3 separate regions of the Sus scrofa genome follow, and all the other regions are linked to region 3. A link is a contact called in public HiChIP or PLAC-seq data. All regions are on one chromosome and are shown on one strand. The core of a region is the stretch at or near the end of the contact, and the rest is flanking DNA. Distances in the headings are between cores, read along the strand shown.

Region 1 (3,549 bases), core at 628-3,127, 130 kb after region 3:
TTTTTGTTCCCAGGTTTTGCAAATCGTTTTTCAAAACCCAAAGGACCAAGGAAACCACCATCAACTTGGAATCTTTAACACAACTTTGGAATATAGACTGGAACTGAATATGCAAATAAAACTACTAGAATACTGCTAGCTAAAATAAATGATCTATATTCATAATATCAACAATGAAGATATGGAATGTGTTAGTTTTTAAAAGAAAAGCAATATGCAAATAAGTGCCAGAAGTTTTACATTTTCATCTCATTTACATTGGGTTGGGAAAGTGCAAATAAGAGTTTGTCACTTGAGCTATGTATAAAGAATGCTGTATAAGAAAGTTTTAGAATGGACTTATTTTCCATTTTTGGAAGTTATTTTTATTTTACTTTACTTTTCTACCTAAATAGAAACTAAAAGACTTGTAAGAATTGGATCTCAATTAAATGTCGGATACTGCCAGAAATGACTATAAATAGCGTTTTGAAAAAATCTTACTTTGTGGTTACAGTACAAAATTACTGCTTGTGACAATGACTATTCTCTGGGAGTTATTTTTGCCTAAATGGAGTATACATCTTTCTAAATGTTGTGGGAAATAAAGAGTAGTAAGAAAAGAAGTTATATTTAAGAGAATAAAATATGTGTGTAATGCCAGTAATCAATCTTTTATATGGATACACCAAATAACAAGAGTTCAGTTACATTTCTGATGAGTTTTAGGTGAAATTATTCAATTACTAAATCTAGAAGAATAATCAACAAAGTAGCTATCTTTTGATAGCATTTTTTTTTTCATCTCAAAAGTCCTATATAAATAAACATGGACAATTTATATTCAGCTCATCAGAGGTACTACTACTTAAATTTTTTTTTCTATGTGAATATGGCTCTGTGTTAAGAAAGTTTATCTAATTTTATGTAACAAATAAATTAGCAGGTAATAATTAAGCATTCTGCTGAATTCCCCTCAACGATTTCATTTAAAATTTTTATAAACTCTCTAAAAATCAAATACTTAAGACAGTATTTGTTCTTCAATATTTTTCATTAGCAATCCCAACGAAGGCACACATTGGATGAAATATTACCTGTTTATTGTGTAATGTATACAACAGGTGCTCAATAAACTTCTGTTTTTAAACTAACTTTAGTGTTCGTTGAGTTGAATCCTTCTTGAGGCACTAGAGGTACCAAACCACAGTGATTTTATCTGAGTACTTTATTGTAATCTATTACTTCCGAATATCTTTATCAAGGAGATAAAATCCTAACGCGATGGCGAAATTGTAAATAAATTTCTGTCCAGAAACCTTGGGGAGCAGTGACGATTTCTGGAGTGTTCTCTGGGAGGCACACTTCTCAAGTTTATGCAACCTTATACTTAAACGATTTGAAAAAACCTTAAATTCCTAAACACGCTTTTCCATCTAGAATTTTTTCTTAACTGTAGAGATGGACTCGACCCTTCCAAGCACTAGCTGGGATGGGGCTCGACCGCGAGCTGGGGCGGCGCTCATCAGTCTCTCAAGCAGTTCTTGCACCTGCCTCGTCGCGCCTCTACTTGTAACCATAGCAATCGGTGGCTAGGAAGAGGTTCAAAAATGTCTGATTTGCAGTTCCGCTCTATTTTAAAGCAAAATCGCCCTCAGAGCACATTACTAAGTGCCCCTTTCCTCCGCATCTCAACGCTTGTCCAAGGGTAAAAGGCCGGAGATTCTTTTACCTCACAAAGGTTATGGAAGGAAGAGGAAATTTAAAAGTAACTATGGAGACACCTCCTCTGTGTTAAACGACGAAGGGGCAAACGGAGACGATAATGGGAACGCGCCGACAGACTCCGAAAGCCATTAACATTGTTTCGGCCGTTAAGGCGGGGCTTGGCGGTTGCGTCGCATCCCGAAGCGTGACTCGGCGCACGCTCTCTTTCTGCTCCTCCGCTTGCCGAGCCAGCGACGCGGAGGGGGCGCGGGGGAACTACCGCTCCCGTGAGGCTCTGCGCGGCCCAGGGTGCTTTACAATAGAGCTGGGTCGGCGGGGCCTGCGGAGAAGAGCTGGGAAGTGCCGCTTCCGGCTTGTTCAGCTCTGGACGAAGAATGGCCGAGAAGTGGAGGGTGGGGGAGAGACTCCAATGCCCAGCGGGCCGTGCGCGGGCGGCGCCTGCGCGGTACGCGGACGGGGGGGCGGTCGGGCCATTTAAATGTGTGTTTGTGGGTGAAATGGCTGCGCAGGTCGGAGCGGTGCGCGTAGTACGGGCGGTGGCGGCGCAGGAGGAGCCGGACAAAGAGGGGAAGGAGAAGCCCCATGCTGGGGTCTCGCCACGGGGAGTGAAGCGGCAACGTCGAGCGAGCAGTGGGGGGTCTCAGGAGAAGCGGGGGCGGCCGAGCCAGGACCCCCCTCTCGCTCCCCCTCACCGGCGCCGTCGCAGCCGCCAACATCCCGGGCCGCTGCCGCCAACGAATGCCGCCCCAACTGTCCCAGGCCCTGTTGAGCCTCTGCTCCTGCCGCCTCCGCCGCCACCTTCGCTGGCACCCGCCGGGCCCGCTGTCGCTGCCCCGCTCCCCGCTCCGGGCACCTCGGCCCTCTTCACCTTCTCGCCGCTGACGGTGAGCGCGGCCGGGCCCAAGCATAAGGGCCACAAGGAGCGGCACAAGCACCATCACCACCGCGGCTCTGATGGTGATCCCAGCTCCTGCGTTCCGGGAGAGCTCAAGCACAAGGACAAGCAGGAAAACGGCGAGAGGACTGGAGGGGTGCCTCTAATCAAGGCCCCCAAGAGAGGTGAGAGGGGGCGATGTGCCCCGAGCTTGAGTTCCATCTAGGTCTCCTCTCTCTGTTGCGATATCCCGCCCCTTTAGCCCTGAAAGACGCCACCCCCCTGCTTACCTCCTGCTGCTCTACTCCCTTGAGCCTGCTGGGGTGGACCCTGGATTTCAAACCGTTGACATAGTCTGACCTACTTGGGGCTCCTCGTTTCGAGGCCGAGCTGTCAGTTAGTAACCCTCTTGTCCCCTCCCGAGCCCTTACCAACGTTTGTTTTCAAATTCGCCAGGCTTTCCGCGCCGCGCGGTCCTTGGCGTGGGATTAGTGGGTTATTAAAAACTGCCTGTCTAAAGTAAAGGTTTGTCGCTGAAATCCTTTTTTCCCGTTTTCCTTGATGGGAAGCTTTAATATTCCCTCTCTTCTGCTCCAAAATATTTACGAGTGTGGTTTGGGGCTTTAATGAGTTTAAATTTTTACGGAGATCAATTCGACTCACTGGTTTTCTTAGCTTCTGCAAGGTGATATATCAGATGCAGTTTATCTTGGTTGGTTTTTTACTTGGAGGTAAAAAAATCATTTTTAATCTTTATGTGCAAGCTTAATTTTCAGAAAAGTAGTGGGGGAGGTTTCCTCTCCTTGATCCTAGACTATTGGCCCAACCGTACCTCTGAAAAGTGGCAGTGTTCAGTAGTTGCATTTTAATCTGTCTGGCACAGCAAATTGAGAGTTTATTTATTTCCAGCAATCCTCTCTAGAGTCAAGAATATTTAACCTAGAAAGTGAAGAGTTATCTAAGTGAGT
Region 2 (3,242 bases), core at 262-2,761, 180 kb after region 3:
TGTTAGTTAATGAAGGTGATTTATAGATGTTTCAGATGTCATTGATGTATTGACATAACCCAGTGTATTTTTTTCCTCATCAGTTTTTGTGTGAACTTCTCTATAATTAACCTACCTGTCCTAAACACTGATAGCCCTTACTTAGGATTAGGAAAGGAAAAGGAAGCAAACAGTTTTAAGTAACTGCTGTGGGCCAGGCATTTTATATCAGAGTATTACCTCATTTAATCCTCACAGCCTTGAGTAGGAAATTAACAATACAAGTAAGAACACAGGCTTGTTATGTTGAATAAATTGCATAAGGTCACACAGTTTGTCAGTGGGAGCAGGGATGTGAATGCAGTTCTGGGTTCAAAGCCTATGCTTTGTTCAGTGAGAGCCCTACATTTGTAAAGGGGGTCCTGAAATAAGATTTGCTGTTTACCACTCTTCTCTAGTGTGTCTTACCTGGTTTCTGTTCTAGGAACTCCCCTCAAAGCCTATTTGTGTGCTAAGCAATGAAGTAAAATTTTCCTATTTAGTGTAATTTACGTCTTAAAGCAAAAATGGACATTTTCCAGTTTTTGTTTTTTTTGTTTTTTTTAAGGCAGCCGTTTGTTTGGAAACCCAACAGAAGTGTCATGTTTAGCTCTAGGGAAGGAGAACCTGTCAGAACAAAAGCAGAAAGAAAACCACTGCCAATGTGTGCAATATAGAAATCAAGCCTGGAGTTCCCGTCATGGTGCATTGGAAACGAGTCTGGCTAGGAACTAGAGGCTGCAGGTTCGATGCCTGGCCTCGTTCAGTGGGTTAAGGATCTGGTGTTGCTGTGAGCTGTGGTGTAAGACGCCGCTCGGACCTGGCCTTGCTGTGGCTCTGGCGTTGGCCGGCAGCTGTAGCTCCGATTTGACCCCTAGCCTGGGAACCTTCATATGCTGTGGGTGCGGCCCCCAAAAGACCAAAAATAAATACATAAATAAAACTGAGTAGTGCTATTCATTAAAATGAAAAATCAAGCCCGGGTGAAATAAATTAGTTCTATGGGTGTTATTTTTATCTTAGTCGACTTTCCTCAAAACGGGGGTAACTTACGCCTTTATATCGATTTGATAGATAATCAAAAATAATGATGTAAATCATTTAGAACTGCACTCCTTAGAAGGCTTGCTGAAGTGGTCTCATCATCGCAGCTTCAACTGACTCAAACGCTGCGTGCTGGGCTAGCAAGGACATTGCTTCAGTTGAGGTGAGAATGGCCGTTAGGGGTCAGTGTTCCATTAATGGCCAAAAGAAAAAAAGCAGGGAAGCAGCTTAAAACCTTATTAACGTACCCTTAAATATTCATTAGCGGTCGCAACCGTCCCTTTTCCCTGGCCTCTATCAGCCTGCTTGAATTAACCTAGAAACAGTTCTTCCTGCCGCTCCCCTCCGCTCCGGTATTTGGGGAAAGGGCCCCGAGCTGCCGGAAGCCTCGGCCTCCTCTTCCTTTACCCTTGAGCACCTAGAAAGCTTAAGTCCTAGAGCAGCGGAGGGAGGAGCGAGGCGGGGAATCAGCCACAGCCCGCCAGGCCCTTCGTCTCAGGACGGCGTAAATTCTTGACAACATTCTTTCATTCAGCAAAGATTGGGAACCTATGTGCCGGGCTCGTGCCAGACCCCCGTCTCTCACCTCATGGAGCCCACAGCCCATTGAGGACGACCGGGTAGTAAATAACGAAGCACTAAAACCCTATAAAATCACAAGGAAAGAAGAGGGTCGCAAAGAAATGAACGGGGAACTATTGGAATATCGGGACCGACCTCCTTTAGATCGATGTCTGGGAAAGTCATTTCCGAGCAAGTGACCTGAACGGTGATCTTGAGCAGCTGCTCTGGGCCGAGATCTCGGTGTATCTCCCTAGCTCCTCGTTCAGGAGCCCTGCGGAGGCTCGGCTGGAAGGCCCCGGGCGGGGGCGGAGCCATCTTCTCAGCAAAACCCGGAAAGCGGAAGCCGAGGCCCGGCTGCACCGTGGTCTGCGGAGCTGCAGTTGCCCAGGTCTCGGCCGGCTGAGTCACGGCCCTGCCGGGCCCGGCCTAGCGAGGACGCGCCCCCAAGCAGCTGCCAGCCGAGCCCTGGGGGCTCTGCACTTGACTTTTCCAGTCGGGCACAAAGCCTTTTGCCGTTGCCGTGGCGACTAGCAACCTGGCGAAGACCCCTTTCACTTTCTATCCCCCTCCTTTCCCAGTTCCTTCTTTGCTTATTTTGGGGTCAGTCCGATGACCCTATAGGTCTGGCTAGCAGGGCGCCGGCTCTCTGGCAACAGACTGCCCTCCTCCGGGCGCTGGGCGGCCGGCTACTTCTCAGGCTGGGGCGGCCTCGGCAGTCTCCATGGTAACGGCCCCGCCGGCGTCTCAGCCTGGGAGGGAAGATGCTGCCTGCCGGGCCCGCTCCCTTGCCCCCGGCCTCACGGCCGGGCAGGGGCCACTGAGGAAGAAGGTCCCGGCCGCCGGACTTCGGGGCAGGGGGCACCAGGTGAGAGCTGGACTCTGGGGAGCGGAAGAGGTGGGGTGCAGGTCAACTCCAGCGACCTCCCCTCCTCTCCCCCTTCCCTGCATCAAACGCTCGCACAAAATATCGCAAGAGAGGCTTCTGTCGCCACTGCGCCAGAGGTTTTTTTGGTATGTTTTTGTTTCTCCTGGCAAATAGCCGGAGAACGAGACCCGGAGAGGCTGAGAGAAGCGGTTTTGAGTTCTACCCAAACTGCGAGAGTCCCTTTCAGCAACTGCACTCACCGACTGGTGTTCCTTCATTTTCAGTGAAATCCCATTCTCTGGCTGGAGACACAGATGGCCTCAAATGAGAGAGATGCTATATCGTGGTACCAAAAGAAGGTAATTAATATCGGTGTATTTTTATTTGTAAAGCATGCTTCCTGCAAAAACTCCCACAAAGAATACCGACGATGTTAGTTTGCCCTGAGCTTGGTAGTACAGGTATTCTTACATGGTATCTTTCAACATAAATGGGAAAACTGATGTACAAGGTCATCGGGTCTTTTAAACTCAGTTCCATGTCCCCGAAGAAGATTTTCAACCTCCCATCTCCAGGTTGCGTTCACAGTGTCACAGCAGTGCTTTGAAAGTTTGCTTCTGATCAAATTGCTGTTTTTTTTCAGACAGAAAACTTATCTGCAGAAGCTCAGATTGACACTGTCAACAATCTTATCGAGTTATTTATTACCTTTTATTTTTCTGTAGTTTCCTACTGATGTTTTCCTTAAGAA
Region 3 (3,180 bases), core at 369-2,868:
AAATGACTTGTTGGTATATTTTTAAGTGTTTTACAGAAAGCTTTAGACCTACGTATAAAAAAGAACTGGTATGATTTGCATTCTCTATAATTAAAAAGAAAAAGGAAAAAACAAAAAACAAAAAAACAACTACAGACCAAGAATCAAAAATAGCTTTACACAAACAAGAGCAAAATTGTAGGTTTTGCTGAGGGCATCAGCCACTTAATTTAACCCCACTTCATCAGGAGCAGGAAGCCATGCTGCTGTTTTCATCAGTTACTAGGAAACAAGTAAGATAAAGGACAGACTGGGCAGTCGAAATTAATATTTTGATGCAATTACTGAAAATTCCCAAAGTGTCGCTAAGAAAAAGCGTCTATCAAGGGCTCCCTCAAGATGAGTATCTGCAACTGAGTCAGTGGTTTAAGGGTAGGAAAGACACCTTCGAGCTTGGGGTTGTTTTTTTCCCCTTCTCTAGCCCCTCCTCCCTTCCCCCACCTAAACAGGAAAGAAAGCGCGCCCAGCATAAACACAGGCCAAAGCTCACGGTTTGTCACCACAACACACTGGAGGTTAGACCAGCGCTCTTAGAGACAGAGCCCCAGGTCTCGGTTGCTAGGCACAAAAAGGGCCTCTTTCCCACAGACCTGTGAACAGCAGGAGCCTTACCCAAGAGTTTTAGTAGTTTCCTCATAACCCGTTTTTTTTTTTTTTTTTTTTAACGAAAGCTTTGGAAAACTGGCGACAGATAGCAAAAGTTTCCCTCTGAGCCAAACCTCTAGATCTGCCTTGCACAGATATACATCAGGTGGGCCGGTCCCACCGAGTCTCCACCATCATTACAATTTACCAACCTAAGGATTAAAAAACTGAAGCCGAAAGGATAGAAAGGCTTCCACACCCACCCCAGCAGCGCCGTCCTTCCCAGACACCGCTTCCCGGTCCGCAACGGCACAAATAATCCCAAACCATGGCGCTAAGCAGAGCTGTGAAATCCACACGCAGAAGCCCCACACTGGGAACCGGCCACAGCAGCCGGGGGAAAAAAACCGGCCGGGTGAGGAGACGCCAGGCGGCCCCCTGTCATCTGAGGACAACAACACGCCCTGGAGAGAAGTGGCAGGAGATAGGGGGAGTTGCCCCGAAAACAAGACCCGAGCCTCCCCACTTTCCTGGGAACGCCATCTCCTCCGCGGCCACGAACGGCCGGGCCGCAGGACTCGGCGCCGGGTCCCGGGTGGGGGCCGCGAAGGGAGGCGCCCCCCGCAGGCCGGGTGCCCGGGAGAACCCGCGGCCGGCCCGGCCCCGCCTCGGGGAGCCGACGGGAGGTCGCTCCCGCCGGGGCCCCTGCCTGCCCGCCTGCCCGCCCGCCCGCCCCGACTCACCGCCGGTGTGTCTGGTTCTCAGCCGCGAGCTGGGGCTGCCGTGAGGAGGCGGCGGAGGAGACGAGATCCGGGGCCCCGCCGCCGGGTCATCATACCCCCGCGCGAGCCGGCCCGGGCCCCGGCCCCCGCCCCCCGGAGCCGTCCCTGCGCCCGTCCCGCGGGGGGAGCCCCCTCAGCCTCCCGCCCGTGCCGCCGCCCGGCCCCTCGCCGCCGCCGCCGCCGCCTCAGCCCCGCGCACTCCCGCCTCGGCCTCCCGCTGCCGTCCGGGGCCACCGCCGGCCCCTCGCTCCGCAGCCGCCGTTGTCGCCAGACCAGATAAGCTGAGCGCCGAGCGGCCGCCCCCATCCGGCCGGCCCCGCCTCGCGGGAACTAGTCCCCCGCCCCGCGCCATGACACCTACTGAGGCGGAAGTGCCGGAGGGCGGGCGGGTCAGGCCGACCGCATCGTACTGATGGGAATGGGAGTGGGTGGGCCTCCGTGGGGAGCCAGCGTGGATCGCGTGCGGGGGTCGGATTCTCCGCCCCCTCCGCACGGCCGACTCCGCTGTGATCAAAAAGTGCTTGGTGGCGGTGGGGAGGTCCAGCTTTAAAATGTCATCCCCGCCAATGTGACATCACCACCGGCTTGTGTGACACCCCTCAGAAATTGGGCAGCGCGCAGGGAGGCAGTGCCTGCCCGGGAAGCCCCCCTGCTGGTGAGGAATTACCTCCGTTTAGGCTTTACTGTTCCTCGCTATCTAGAGACGTCCTGAGTGACAGCCGCGTAGGGGATCAGTAAGCCTCCACGAACATTAGCAGCCCCTTAAGGTGCTCTTCCATTGCCACCTTGGAAACCTTGGTTTGCATTGGATGAGAAAGAATAGCTTCGCACTGAGCCTAACCCCTCAAAACCTGTAGTGAGCAAATACTACCATAATTTTCTCTTCTCTACCAGGAGATAGTAAAGCCGGGTATTCAGGAAACGGCATGTGTTGGGCACACAACATTCTGAAAAAACATAAACACTGCATGGAAACTGGGTTATCCTAATAGAAAGACAGTTGCCATCTCCCAGGGCCAAGATATTCTGGAACACTTCAGATGTACCTCTCACTATGTGAAATGCTCTGATTCCTAAAGTGTGGGACACTTGTAGGGAGAAGGTAGTATATATATATATATACTTTTTTTTTCATCCCTCAGGTGTTGGAGGCAACAGGGATCTGAGCCCTAGAAAGTAGCTGTACAGCAATAATACATAAATACCAGATATGTATTTGCATATGCTCTTTAAGGAGTGGGTAGATATGGCTAAGACAAGATTCTGCTATCAAGTTCTATTTCTCCGGTCTCACTCATACATCCTTGACCTCTTTGAATCAGAGATAATTTTTGTGAAGATGTGCTAAAGTGATTATACTACCTTTGGGATTCTCTCCTGGCTTAACAACACTGGGAGCAGTTCTGTTTTACTGGGAACAGGGAAGTGTATTTCCCTAGAGAACTAGGGTTAACAGAAGTGTTCAATCCCATAGGGAAGCTTTGTTTGCTTATTTTCATAGAAACTTAGAGAACACAAAGTCCTACACTGGGCTAACCTGGGAAACATCAAGACACAGAGTGCGGGTGAGCATGCCTGCCTGGGGAACCAGGAAAAAGGCAGAACTTGGGTTCTGGGGTAGAATAGATTCCAATTGAAAAGCAGGCTTCAAACACACTAATTGCTTACCATGTCTTGGTTCCAGCCAACTCCATGACAGGCTTCTAAGATCCTTCTCTCCCAAGTTATATCTGTTTCCTCTTTTCAAACCCATGGCAAAATCTACCTGTTAGAA

The links. HiChIP or PLAC-seq counts read pairs in DNA pulled down with a chosen protein or histone mark.
Region 1: an H3K27ac HiChIP or PLAC-seq map of alveolar macrophages shows a contact between it and region 3. The contact joins the promoter of RSBN1 here to the promoter of HIPK1 in region 3. A contact is called at or near these places in 2 of 5 promoter capture datasets (fetal liver and liver), 2 of 47 Hi-C or Micro-C datasets (heart right ventricle and liver) and 2 of 2 datasets of contacts at active chromatin or transcription factors (alveolar macrophages and skeletal muscle).
Region 2: an H3K27ac HiChIP or PLAC-seq map of alveolar macrophages shows a contact between it and region 3. The contact joins the promoter of PHTF1 here to the promoter of HIPK1 in region 3. A contact is called at or near these places in 1 of 5 promoter capture datasets (fetal liver), 1 of 47 Hi-C or Micro-C datasets (skeletal muscle) and 2 of 2 datasets of contacts at active chromatin or transcription factors (alveolar macrophages and skeletal muscle).

Annotation. Positions count from the first base shown.
Region 1 is chr4:106,756,969-106,760,517 of Sscrofa11.1, forward strand. It overlaps RSBN1 (round spermatid basic protein 1), which reads left to right and starts at 1,878. Exons shown (of 7, transcript XM_021090720.1): 1 at 1,878-2,766. The coding sequence starts at 2,082. It overlaps PTPN22 (tyrosine-protein phosphatase non-receptor type 22), which reads left to right. Exons shown (of 21, transcript XM_021090719.1): 21 at 14-1,133. The coding sequence ends at 78.
Region 2 is chr4:106,807,415-106,810,656 of Sscrofa11.1, forward strand. It overlaps PHTF1 (putative homeodomain transcription factor 1), which reads left to right and starts at 1,512. Exons shown (of 22, transcript XM_021090726.1): 1 at 1,512-2,491; 2 at 2,776-2,850. The coding sequence starts at 2,806. LOC110260434 (a long non-coding RNA gene) reads right to left here and starts at 2,305. Exons shown (of 2, transcript XR_002343727.1): 1 at 1,780-2,305.
Region 3 is chr4:106,625,496-106,628,675 of Sscrofa11.1, forward strand. HIPK1 (homeodomain-interacting protein kinase 1) reads right to left here and starts at 1,619. Exons shown (of 16, transcript XM_021090012.1): 1 at 1,368-1,619.